2 separate regions of the Mus musculus genome follow, and region 1 is linked to region 2. The links are chromatin contacts, called in public Hi-C maps. All regions are on one chromosome and are shown on one strand. Each heading gives the region's core, a stretch centred on a gene start, on an enhancer-like site or on the middle of the called end of the contact. The rest is flanking DNA. Distances are from core to core; before and after follow the strand shown.

Region 1 (6,731 bases), core at 2,005-4,504, 72 kb before region 2:
GGCAGAGCAGGAAAACTAGGGTAAGTATGGGCTTTTGAAACTCCAAAGCCTACCCCCCCACCAGTGACACACCACCTCCTCCTACAAAGCCACACCCACTAATCCTCTCCAAACAGTTTCACTAGCTGGGGACTAAGCACATAAACTTATGAGCCTATGGAGCCATTCTCACTCAAACCACCACAAAAGACAGTGGAACAATACCTTAAAATAGAGAGAAAAACTTTTTCCTAGTGAAAGTATATTTCGAAATAAGAGTACTTTTTTCAGATAAGAGTTTAATTACTTACCGGCATACAAAAAAGGTTAAAGGAAGTTTTAAGCTAAGAGGTATATGACACTAGATCAAAACTTAAAGCAGGAAGACAGACAGAAACCAGAAAATAGTTAAAAATAAAGGTTTCTCTAACTCTACATAAATTATATATGTAAGATAGAAAAACAAGTTAGCTGGCTGTGTTGGTGTATACCAGACCCCTTTACTAGGCTTGGAGGTCCCATTTGTAGGAGCTTACAGATTCACTCTTCTTGCGAAGACATTTAGCTAGATTAGTGGTTAGATTAAGAGAGCTCTGCCCTTGCAAATGGACTGATGGGGTGCTCACAGGAATGGGCTACTTAGCACATATGTGGGTACCAAAGCAAGTTCTCCTCCCTCTTGCTCTCTTGTTTCCATCTTCTCTAGCCTTTCTACCTTTTGTCATGGCGTGATACAACTTGGAATATTCATCGAGTGCCAATGTTAGGCTCTTGGGTTTCTCAAACTCCAGATCCAGGAGTCAGATAATGTTTTTTTTTTTTTTCATTATAGATTCAGTCTGTTAATAGTATTCTGGTATGTCAGCACAAACATAGATAGGTGACTTGCAGCCAACAACTAATAGAAGGCACCTAAAAGGCTTGTTGTGAAGTGAGATAACTATTTTAGGCTGGGTACCAACAGAGCTTTCCCTTTTGCTATGAGATGGAATAACCATGGACCACTTCATTTTAGAACGCCCTGTGGGCTCTTCTGCACCCATGCCTTCATCTCTTGTGTGCCTGACACTGCTCACTTTCCTTTTAGATGAGTTTTACCAGAGAAGACTCCCTTAAGACTGTCTTTCTCAATATCTGGTTCTGAGGAACCTCACTCAGGGCACCTAGCATCTTACTGCAAAGCATGACATTTGTTATAAATCTTTGGACATGTTGCTTATCAAACTAAGCATTTCCCTCTAGTCTTTCCGGAAGAGTTTACATTAAGAATAGAGAGTTTTATTAAGTTGTCCCACATTCACTAATATGATCATGTGGTGTTTCTGTGGCTAACAAAAAAAAATTATGTACAATCAACTCAGAGTTCTAAGAATAAATGCAATGAAGTCATTACTTTAAAAATAACAAATTGCTGGTCTGTTGACACTTTTCAAGGCTAGCATGGAGTGGAAGGGGTAATCTCCAATGCATTTGAACATCCCAAGGCTGATAAGCACAAAGCAAGATGAACGCATTTCCAATCCAGTGAGTTTACACTGTGCTGTTGGAACAGGTCCTGCCCACAAGTCGGGTAGAATGAGAGGGTCTATAAGTACCTATCCATGATCCAGCTCCTAAATCAGCTTTGGCAAAAACAAACAAACAAACAAACAAAAAAGCAAGAAAACACTAAAACTCCATCTTCCCACTGTTGGTAGAGTCTTCCTGAGGATCCACTACAGCGCATCAGTCATCATCCAGAGAGGATTGTGAAGTGAAATAAACCAGGAAATCGGTGTAAGCTCTTTCACAAAGCAGATTTTAAGACAGAGCAAATGAAAGATTTTCATCACTGATCCACCACAAAAGGTGTGTTTCACCTTTCCTGGTCCATTTTAGATACTGGAGGACAGGTCTACAAAGAGACCTTAACAGTTAAAAGCTGATGTGCCAGAGTTCACTTCCCGGCACCCATCTCAGATAGCTTACAATTGCCTGTACCTTCAGGTCTAGAAGATCCACAAACATGCTCACTCAGTATATACATCAACACACACATACACATACACAATAAATAAATAAATAGATGATAGATAGATGATAGATAGATGATAGATAGATAGATAGATAGATAGATAGATAGATAGATAGATAGATAGATCTTTAAAAAAATAAGTTGAAGAAATTCTCAAACTCTTATCCTAGAATCATTTTACCACTTTAATATTGATATTTATTAGTGAAGAAAAAGTAGCCATCAGCTTCCTAACTAGAAATGACAGGGATGTTCAAGCATAGAGTGATGCCACTTCACGTCAGTATCAAAAGTACCCACGATGGGCTGGTGAGATGACTCACTGGGGACAGGTACTTGCTAGTAAGCCTAATACCATATTTGATCCCTAGGACCCACATGGTAGGAGAAAACAGCTTCCCTCAGGTTTTCCTCCAACGTCCACACATGCACTGTGGCACTCATCTGCCTACACACAATCAATCAATCAATCAATCAATCAATCAATATCACAAGATATTTAAGTGGCCAAGGTACTCAATGTATAAAGATAAAAGTCCCTGTCCAGTTGGCGCCATCATTGGGGGTCGGTGGTGAAAGAGCCCATCGTGATAAGGGCACATAGCAGGGTAAAAATCGCCAGCTTCATACCTAGGAAGAGAAAGGGGGTCAGACACCAGCTGAGGCCTCGCCATTCCCTCCATTCCCACCAAGCTTCTGCTCTTAAAACTCATACTACCTCCCAGCAATGCCAACCTGGAAACCACGCCTTTAACATGGACCTTTGGAGGACATTTAAGATCCAAACTATAGCAGTTATCAAGAAGCCCAAAGACACACAAACCTGGAGCCATTGTAGTCCAACTAATCCACTCAGTCTCTAGTGACTCGCATTCCTGAAACGACTGGTGGTACAAGCTTTAGCTAGAAGGTTAAAAGATTTCCACACCTGTTACCCACCGCAAATGCATTAGTGCATTTTCTGCTAAGCTCCAAATTCTTCTAAGATTGTGAGAGTCTCTTGTCCTCCTGCTGTCTGCATCTCCTGGCAAAGTGTTAGGGATGCAAGGCATTTTGTCAATTATCAATGAATTATAGATAACTAGCCTATTAGGATGAAGGCTACTCTTCCTCCAAATGGGTTCCTGAAGAAAGTATCCACAATGTTATTGAAGATAGAAACGTTCTGCCGGAAAGAGCCCGATGAACTCTAGAATCGTCCTTTCTAAATTTCTCTCTACTGTCCTTCACTGATTTATGAGAACGGTGCTTAGGGAACAGCTTTTCCCTGAGGTTCTGAAACCAGCTGCCTGTAAAATATACACTCGATCATCCCAGAGCTGCTGAGTTGCAGTTTCTTTTTTTTTTTTCTTTTTGAGGAACTCTCCCGTGGCTTATATTTTTAATCATCTATTCAAAGGACAACCCGTGCCTTCTCTACCATTAAGATCAACTTACTACCATTAGAAGACGCTGACACGCCTGAAGTTCCAGAATCTCTCTGCTCTTTCCCACCCTTCTGACCACATATCCCTGATCCGAGTGCTGGCAATACTGTTACTATCGATTTGCCACCGGTAACTTCTATTTCTTCCCCTGGCTCTGTAATTGCTCTGATTTAGGGAGGAAACGAGCCATGGAGAGTGGCCGCTCTCCCTTGTGTTCTGGCCTCTTACTTTCACCAGCATCCTAAGCCTGAGCCTTTTGGTTGGAATAATAACATATTAAATTACACCACTTAATCTAGTGTTGCAGATCTCAGAAAGCACTGGAGTTTAGAGCTTCAGGGAACCTCAGTGATGAGTCAGCCCTCTCATGCTACCAAGCCCGACTTCCAAAATAAATGCAGTTAATATTTATTAGACCTAGAGATAGGATCAAGGTGAGTCTAATGAAAACCTTATAATCGCTGCATTCATGAACCAAATCTGACAGTTAATCAAGATGCCTCCATCCCCTAGAAACTGGGGGACTCTCCTCTCTAGGCATCTCAAGGAAGAAGTTGATGTTCACTTTCAACAGATATTTCTGTCCTTCCACATCCCTGGGTCTTCTGACCTGGCAGGCATTAGGACTCTACTTAAATAGGTCTCAAATGTCTTAGAAAGTAACGTTTTAGGAGTTCTTCTCTTCCACTTGCCCTGTCACCACCTACCCTCATTTCCTGTCCCCCACAGCCAGTTCAACTTAAAGGAGAGAGAGAGCAGAGAGCAACTACTCAAATCGTGACGAGTGCCCACTGAGAATTGCCCTTCCTGCCAATAAAAAGGTTATTTGTCTGGGTGCCATGTGAACAGAACTTAAAAACTTCAACTTTGGGTTATTATCTAATACCTGAAATTCTTCTCATTCCATCACTAAAGATAAGGTTTACAACGGAAATGTGGCCAAGCACAAACATTCTCTGGGCTCATTACTGCCCCTGAAGAAATAAATGGCTTGACATGGGTCACTTCTTAGAGCTGCTTTTAAAAAGGATTGGGAAGGTCAGAGTACTGAAGGCGGGTGTGGGTGTTTAGAGAAAGGCTCTGAAGAAAAACTGCCTCCTCACCACCACCCCCAGTAAGGTGAAATGCAGCTGTTTCTAGATGGCACGCCATGTTGTTTGTTTGTTTTTCATTTCCTTAGACCTCAAAGCCAGGTGCTATGGGTTCTCAAATGGGCAAGGATGTCTTTTGGTAACACCTACTCAGACAAAGATGAACAGAAAGTAGGTCTTTATAGACAGACGCAAAGAAAAAGCCTCCAACCCCTGCTCTGTGCTACCAATTACTGTGTCATCTAGTGAAGCTAGTATTTATATTAATATAGACCACTTGACCAAAGTATTCAGATTGAAAAAGGAACTGTAGTGGATTTACCGAAAGCAACACAATCAGCTTCCTGAATACTCAGCAGAACTGAATTATCAGCCAACAGAGAAAAAAAAAAAACAAAAAAAAAAACCAAAAAAAACAAAAACATTGAGAGATGCAACCAACATACTTGCTAAAGGAATTTTCAGAGTGGTATGACTGTCTCCTCAAATGGAGAAGCTGGGGAGAGTATAGATATATAGACCTTTTAAAATGTTCTCTTTCATGGTTAATAAAAACAAACATATATATATATATATATATATATATATATATGTATGTATATGTATATGAAGATTGTACTCCCCTTAACACACACTGCCTGGGTTAATGTGTAATTGACAAGATTAATGACTGTCTAATAATTGCCTCTATTGTTTACTGTCTGGATGGCAGCCAGACATCTTCCTGCTCTGCCCACCAGTGGGTTTGATTTGTAAGAATTGTGCTAAGAGGCTAAAAGGGTCTGTGTGCCACGTGTGTGCTTACTAAAGACGTTCAAAAGGGAGCTCCAGGGAGGCCTGGTGACTTTGGCTCTGCTGGGGCAAGCCTCCTTCATGTTATAGAAAGCCTCGCTTCTAAACTGCTGAGGAAGCTGTGCCAAAACCCAACCAAGTTCAACCTGGCTGGATCATGCCAGTGAGGAGAAGAGGAAAGAGATAACCCTAGGACTTCTGGGATGGGTGGTCGGCTACCCTGTCCACACTGAGTATTTTATTCCTTTGCTCTTCACTCACTGGGCTGCACTGCAGAGCACCCAGGTATAACCAACAAGCTCTCCAGGATATGAATCCTCCCTCCCTGTGCTGCCTGGCCCTGTCCTCGTCCTAAACTGTTACCTCTTGCCTTGTGAGACATGAGACCAGCAAACAGACCAGACATTGAGTCATAAAGCACACATAGAACGTACATGGATGGTTACCGTGAGCCTGGCTGCTCCCTGGCTCTCCATATCGCATCCGGAGAGTGACAGTGATTGATATGGCTTTCTGGACAAAAACAAAAGCCCTGTGATTCTTTTTCATGTGGCTTTGCTCTGGCCTGAGTCACAAGGCTTCCCTTGGACTACCTTGACCTTTGTGTCTTTCCTTCTTTCCTAACAAGTCAAGTTCAGATTTCTGACAACCAAGGAGACGCTCTCAGGACACATTGTGACCCATCTTTCTTGTCTTCTCTTCCTAAACTGCTTTGCTGTATGCCTCCATGTTTGCTTTTTTTCTATGCGCCGTCTCTCAGCAGAGGTGAGCATCCCCAATTAGAAACCCGAAATCCAAAATGCTTCAAATCGGACGCCTTTAGAGTACTAACAATGAGCTGCACATGGGTAATTCTACATTTGACTTCAGGTGACTGGTTGCACTCAAAGCTCAGACACACTAAAAATACTATGTAAAATTACCTTCTACTACTGTATTACACATTCACACACACACACACACACACACACACACACACACTGAATTTTTTTTTTTTTTTTTTTTTTTTTTTTGCTTAGGTTTGGACCCCTTTGACCAAGATATCATTATGCATACGTAAACACTCTAGAAATTTCTGGAGGCATATCCAAAATCTGAGGCCCTTTTGGTGCCAGGCTCTTCAGATGAGGAATGTGGCATTTGCACCACCTCCTGCCCCTCTGCCGCAGACCCTTTCAGCATCTCCCCCTTACACAGTCTCATACCTGTCATACTTTTCCTTCCCAGTAGTCATTGTTCCTGTTAGGGAACTGTTTATATAGCCGTGAGCTTGGTGGCTTTCTCCCTTGCTAGGCAGTAAACTCACTAGAGGCAGGGATCACATATGTGGTGTTCCACAGCACGGCTTAGATTAATAGTCAGTTATTCATGATATTAAGGTGGAATCAAACTCCACCCTCAACCTCTCCAACTAAGTACGCTCTTACT
Region 2 (6,148 bases), core at 717-3,216:
GCCACTGAAGCCCGTAGCTCCCTGGCTCTGGCTCCCAGGAGATAGCAGATGTGTATTCATGGATATAACCATATAAACAACCCAAAAAGCTACAAAGAAGTAAGGCAGGTGGTCTCGGAGAGAGACTGGAGCTTCTCAGATGGCCCAAAGGGCTATGTAAAATAAATAAGAACAATATAGTAATTTTTGCCTACATTTGCTTTCATTAAGACACCAACACACACACACACTACTACCATCAACAACTATAACAACACCCTCACAGGATCATTTGAAAATGTGTGACATAACATCATTATGTATATAATATAAAGTATGTCCATGAAAGTGAAGATATGGAAGTCTTCCCAATTCTCCCCATGTTTCCTCCCTGTGAGATCTATTGTTGATAGACTAGAGACTTGCCTGTACAGTTCCTTTTATGTAAACACAACACATTCATGTCTCCACCTCCTTTCCTTACATCTTCCCTGGTATCACCTGCATCCCACACTTCTATAATTAGCACAAAGGCCTGTAGCTACCTCATACCACTAAGCATAAAGGAAAAAACAAATATTAACCCAGCATTGCCCCAAGCTTGGTGCTTAAAAATAACAAATAAATAACTTGATATCTCAACCCGAAATTATGACTGCTAGTGCAACAAGAACCTCCCAGAATCTTTATGACTCTAGAAAATTCCAAGAAAGCCATCAGCCAACTGTTACTGAAGACTGTTAAAAAAACATCTTGCATAAGACCTCTGGGTCTTAGTCACTCACAACTTTTAACCATAATTCTATGATGTGCACAATTGTGGCTATGTTCTTAACAGTTATAAGATGGATACAGATATACTTTTTAGTTTTTTTGGAGGGGTTGATTGGTTGGTCTTTATATGGTTGGTTGAGTTTTTTTTTGTTTTTGTTTTGTAGTGCTGGGATTCAAATCCAGGTCTTTGTGAACACTCCTCCACTGGGCCACAGCACTAAGCCATGGTCCTAACCACAGGGGTGTGTGTGTGTGTGTGTGTGTGTGTGTGTGTGTGTGTGTGTGTTGTATATATGTGTGTGTTATGTGTGCGTGTATGTGTGTTATGTGTGTGTGTGTGTGTGTGTGTGTTGTATATATGTATGTGTTATGTGTGCGTGTGTGTGTGTTATGTGTGTGTGTGTTGTATGTGTGGTATGGGGGGGTGTTGTATGTATGTGTGTGTTATGTGTGTGTGGGTGTTGTATGTATGTGTGTGTGTGTTGTATGTGTGGTGTGGGGGGGTTGGGGTGCGAAGTATTGAACATATTGGGACTATTGAAGCAATTAAGAGAGCTGAAGCTCTACTGGGCTGCTAAACTGCTGTGAAGTCCACACCTTGATTTCTAAACCCACTAACCTGTACCTTGATTTAGAGGTCGATTGCCAATGCAATCCTACACTCCATCTCCTCGGCCTCCTCCCATGCCTGTACAGTGATGGTGCTGATGCACATCTTGTACTGGAAAGCAATATCCCCTCACTCATTACCTCTCTGCACCCCACCTGTAGCGGCCAATCCTGGCTGTCGAGTTGATGGGATCTGGAATCAAGTAAGAGATAAGGAGCCAGTATGTCTGGGAGAGGTATAACTGAGGTGGGGAGACCAACCTGACCTGGACATTCCAGGGGTTCAAATCCCAGACTGAATAAAAGGGAGTATGCATCGAAACGCCAGTGTGTGTGCGTGCATGAGTACGTGTGTGTGTGACCAGCTGCTTCACACCCCTGTCCTATGAACTGTGATCTCAAACTGAGCCATAATAAACTCTTCCTCCCTCCCTGAAGCCGTTTTTGACAAGTATTTGTCACAGCAACATGAAAAAGTAACTACCACATTATCTTATGTTTGTCAAGCCACAAACCTCCATCTTTCTATAAGGAAGTAAGAACTGTACCCCCAGACTGTGAGAGCACAGAAGACAATGCAGAAGTCTACAGAAGGAACAGGAAGGGAGAGGAATGGGGGAAGGAACCTCAGATTCTAGTTTAAGGAATCAGTGTGACAGGAAATGACAAAGGGGAGGGGCAGCTTTAATAACAAACCTGATATACTGGCAGCTCTCTAAAAACTGGGAGCGTCTGCTCAAGTCTCCACCTCCAGTGGGTTGAGGAGCCTCCCCAAACAGTCTTCCTTCCTTGGAGGAGAGGCTGAGAGAAGCGGCTTTTTCATGAATGTGCAGTCCTTTGAATTTTGCCTTTCAACTGCCAGATAACAGCCACACGTGAAGGAATGTGCCTACTTCATCATGCTAATCCCTGCTACCCAGCCCAGATGGAATGGAGGGAGATAGGCAGGCTCTCATCTTTGCACTGCTTGGATCCTATCTATAGTGGATCATTGCAAAGTCTCCAGAAGAAAGACAGAGAAAGAAAAAGGGAAGAGGAGAGGAGGGGAGGGGAGGGAGGGAGGGAAGAGAGGAGAAGGAAGGGGAGAAAATGACGGGGAGGAGAAGAGGGGAAGGAGGAAAAGGAAGGAAAGAATAAAGGACCTACCCTGACCATAGACAGAAATAACCCCAGACAAGTTCATCTCTCTTAATCAAGATAAGTTTCTTGCAGGTAGCTGTATGCACCACCATTTATGTAGCTGATCATAAAACCAGAGACAGTGGGATTCAGGATCATAGCATTCCACCACACTCTTCACCCCTCACCGCACCAGGAGAATGTTCTCAAAGGCAGATTTCTATTCCACAAGCAACCGCACTTCTACCATAGGAAAACCATTCTACAACCCTAAGAGAAGGTATGGGCTTGCAGCCTAGTGCTTCAAGAAAGCAGGAAGACCAAACACTTGCTGAGGGTCCACTGTGAGGGTGGAGCAGTTGCATGTGCCATCTCTATGGAAGTCCTATTTGGAACGAAGATGTTATTTCTGTGCCTGGTGCACAGGCTCTGTGATGAAGAGTCTCATTACAGAGAGTCTATTTACCACTTTTCCAGTTGCTTTGCAAGCTGTTTTTTTTTTTTTTTTTTTTGGTTGGTTGGTTTGGTTTGGTTTGGTTTGGTTTGGGGTTTTTGGTTTTTTTTTTTTGTTGTTGTTGTTGTTGTTGTTTTGTTTTTTGGTTTGGTTTTATTTATTTATTTATTTATTTTTCTTTTGAGTCTTGGCTCAGAAGACAGCCAAAGAGCATAACACCAACCTCTCACCCTGAAGGTGTCCTGGTCTCAATCTCACTCTGTTGGTTGCCAGCCCAACCTCCTTTATGTAACAGGCAGACCTCACTGGGTGTGGCAGACATGCCCGGACTGGAGACAAACTGCACATTTCTTTTTGGGGACCAGCCTTTGGGGGTAACTTTTGTGCAGTGTCATCATGTGCCCACTGTCCCTGGTCTCTCAAGGCAAAAGTTGAAGCTCTGAATACAAAAGAGGAGCCCGGACCACAGGTTGATGTGGAATGACAGTCAAGTCTGGATGCCTGCTTTGGCTGGAGGCGGAGGAGGAGGCGGAGGCGGAGGCGGAGGCGGAGGCGGAGGCGGAGGCGGAGGCGGAGCTCAGCGATCAGCTAGGTGCTCACCTACCATGCACCGCTGGGTCCCTTGGGTTCCAAGCACAGGAGCACAAAGGTTGGTTGGAAGGAGACCAGAGCCTCGTCATGGGATAGTTATAGATTGTGCCAGTTGGGCGGGCCTTCCAGAGTGGCTCTTTGGTCCATCAGAGGAAGTTGGGGTGCTGACTGACAGGAGCACTGTAGGCAGGAGCACCTCATGAAACAGATGAGGGTGCTACACAAATGTGGTCCAGAGGCACTCTGTCCAGTCAGCAACCCTAGAAGACTCGCTTCAAGCAAACAGGTGGCTTCTCCAGGAGTGAACCGCTTCTTCGAAAGAGTTTAAAAACATGTGGCTAGCTCTACCGAGACTGGTTACTATCATTCTCTCGGTGGTTTTGAGATTATTGTATTTTCCTCTTCCCTTTCCTCCTTCCAACCCCTTCCTTTGCTCTCTTTCAAACACATAACCTCTGTTTCTTTAACTATTGTTACATATGCATATGTGCTTTGCATAGCCATATTCCTAAGTATTTAACTGCAGCCTGCCGGGTTAGTACAACATACAGGTCTTCCTTGCTGACTGTTTAGTATGCGATAACCAGGCAACTAAGGAGTGAGTGAGAGAAATCGTCTCCCTCACAGAAGAGCTCATCAGGAATGCATTTTTAGAAAGAAAAATGTCTATGCTTTGGAGAGTCTGTAGCTGACCTGCTACAGCTCTCCCTGAGCCTCCTTCCTAAACATTCGGGAACCCAAGTGTTTGCAGGCAGGGGGAAAATAATTATTTTCTTCAGGTTGGCATTTGATTGTAAAGTTAGATTATAATTTAATTGGCTTTCCTCTATGGTATTTTTCTTATATTAAACAAAAACTTCATAAAATATATAAACAGTCAGCCCCCCAAAAAATAAATACAAAGAAAATTAAATTCATGCACAATTTAAAACTGAATGAGCACTGTTAATCTGCTCTGTTTTATTAAAATCCTCAATCTTTTGTTTATATATCTATCGATCTGTTTATATATATATATCGATTATATACATACATAATTATTTTGGAAAATTAGGATCACCCTAACACAGTCTTCTGATCTGTTTCCCCTCATGGAAATCTTAATTTTTTTTGAAACCACGTGTATAAAAGGAATACATAATTGCCTTCAATGGTGACAGTCTAAGCCTAGCCCACTAGGTAGAAGAATATATGGCTTTTTAATGCAGCATCGAGCCATTTGTATTTAATGCAACCCATTTAATGCACTTCTCCATTTTTTCTCAAGTTCAGACACTTTAAGTGCAGCCAATTAGATTTAAAAGAAAAAAAAAGGCTAAAGCGAAGATAATGGGGAAGATTTATGAGTGATCTGAATTACTACGAAACCTGAGACGCCTCTGCTTTTCTAAACAACCACTTATATCAGCAATCGGCCTTCTGTGAACAGGAGATTGCTCGGTTTGTATACTTCTGGGTGAATCTGCGCTGTGCCCTCAAACGCATCAGAAACCTTCTATTCCCACAGGCGCCCTTTGTTACCATCAGAGTGCCTGGTCATTTAGAACAATCTAAACACGAAACAGGTAGAGCACAAGCTCTAGCGAGCAGAACCAACCACAAGAGAACCTAACGTGGTGCGGAGACTAAGTGAATCCAACGCAGGTTGGTGTGATCAATCAGTGGCTGGCTTCCCCGCCCTTCACAGCTGCCCAGCAGAGAGGGAAGGAAGGCTCAAGGAAACCCAGATGCTTCCTCTGGCCTTTCACAGTGTCAACCTTGTTTGAGGCTTTCTAAGCATTTGTGTTGCTAAGAAGCTGAGGGGAGGGGGAGGGGGAGGAAGAGGAGGAGGGGGAGGAGGAGAGGGAGGAGAGGGAGGAGGAGGGGAGGAGGGGAGGAGGAGAGGGAGGAGGAGGAGAAGGAGGAGGAGGAGGAGGAGGAGGAGGAGGAGGAGGAGGAGAAGAAGAAGAAGAAGAAGAAGAAGAAGAAGAAGAAGAAGAAGAAGAAGAAGAAGAAGAAGAAGAAGAAGAAGAAGAAGAAGAAGAAGAAGAAGAAAAGAGGGGGAGGGAGGGAGAGGAGGAAGGTGGTTTATCTATATCTCAAAAGAGCTTTCGGTTCCGAGGACTCCTCTGAAGCGTGAAGGCCCCAGAGAAGAAGAGATGATGACCGTAGAGTCCAGGAGTTCTGCCAAGAAGTGCTGCCTGGTCACCAGGGGGAAAAGACCCACACGCCTTTCCTCTCTTCTTGCTATTATCGTTTCTGCCGCTGTGTAAATGAGAACCAAGGCAACTTAAGTTAGAGGAAGAGTCCCTGAGTTCTTACTGTGGGCAAAGCTTTGAGATTTTGCCAAGGAGGACACAGAAGTCAAGACAATGATAGGAAAAGGACAATGTGAAACAGTAGAAACCTCATCAGGGACAGAGCCAGCAACAAGACATGGATCATGGAAGCTCCCCAAAGCATCAAACCTCCCCCACCCCCCCTTCCCGGCCGCCCCGGACAGCCTTCTCTTCCCTGGCTGGAACACAGGTTCCATTCCAGAGATGGCTCCCACAGAAGGTGTGGCTGTGAGGAGCCTCTCCTGCTACACTGCAGTACATGGGCATCACGTGCACACCACTGTTGTGTGAAAGTTTCCGCTTC

What was found. Hi-C and Micro-C count contacts between places; a contact is called where the count stands out from the background.
Region 1: a contact with region 2 is called in a Hi-C map of bone marrow-derived macrophages, with 1.5 times the contacts expected there. The contact joins two enhancer-like sites. A contact is called at or near these places in 6 of 484 Hi-C or Micro-C datasets (bone marrow-derived macrophages, epidermal suprabasal cells, nephron progenitors and 2 more), 2 of 115 datasets of contacts at active chromatin or transcription factors (embryonic stem cells and neural progenitor cells) and 1 of 9 other capture datasets (liver).

What each region holds. Positions count from the first base shown.
Region 1 is chr13:111,965,369-111,972,099 of GRCm38.p6, reverse strand. No RefSeq gene overlaps it. Among named protein-coding and RNA genes, the nearest start is that of Gm15322, 26 kb to the left of the region's middle. Within about 2 kb of position 3,254, at least 22 of the 459 cell types and tissues checked have an H3K27ac peak or open chromatin away from gene starts, as enhancers often do. A contact at or near this core is called in bone marrow-derived macrophages, where this site is marked.
Region 2 is chr13:111,892,354-111,898,501 of GRCm38.p6, reverse strand. No RefSeq gene overlaps it. Among named protein-coding and RNA genes, the nearest start is that of Gm15326, 27 kb to the right of the region's middle. Within about 2 kb of position 1,966, at least 63 of the 459 cell types and tissues checked have an H3K27ac peak or open chromatin away from gene starts, as enhancers often do. A contact at or near this core is called in bone marrow-derived macrophages, where this site is marked.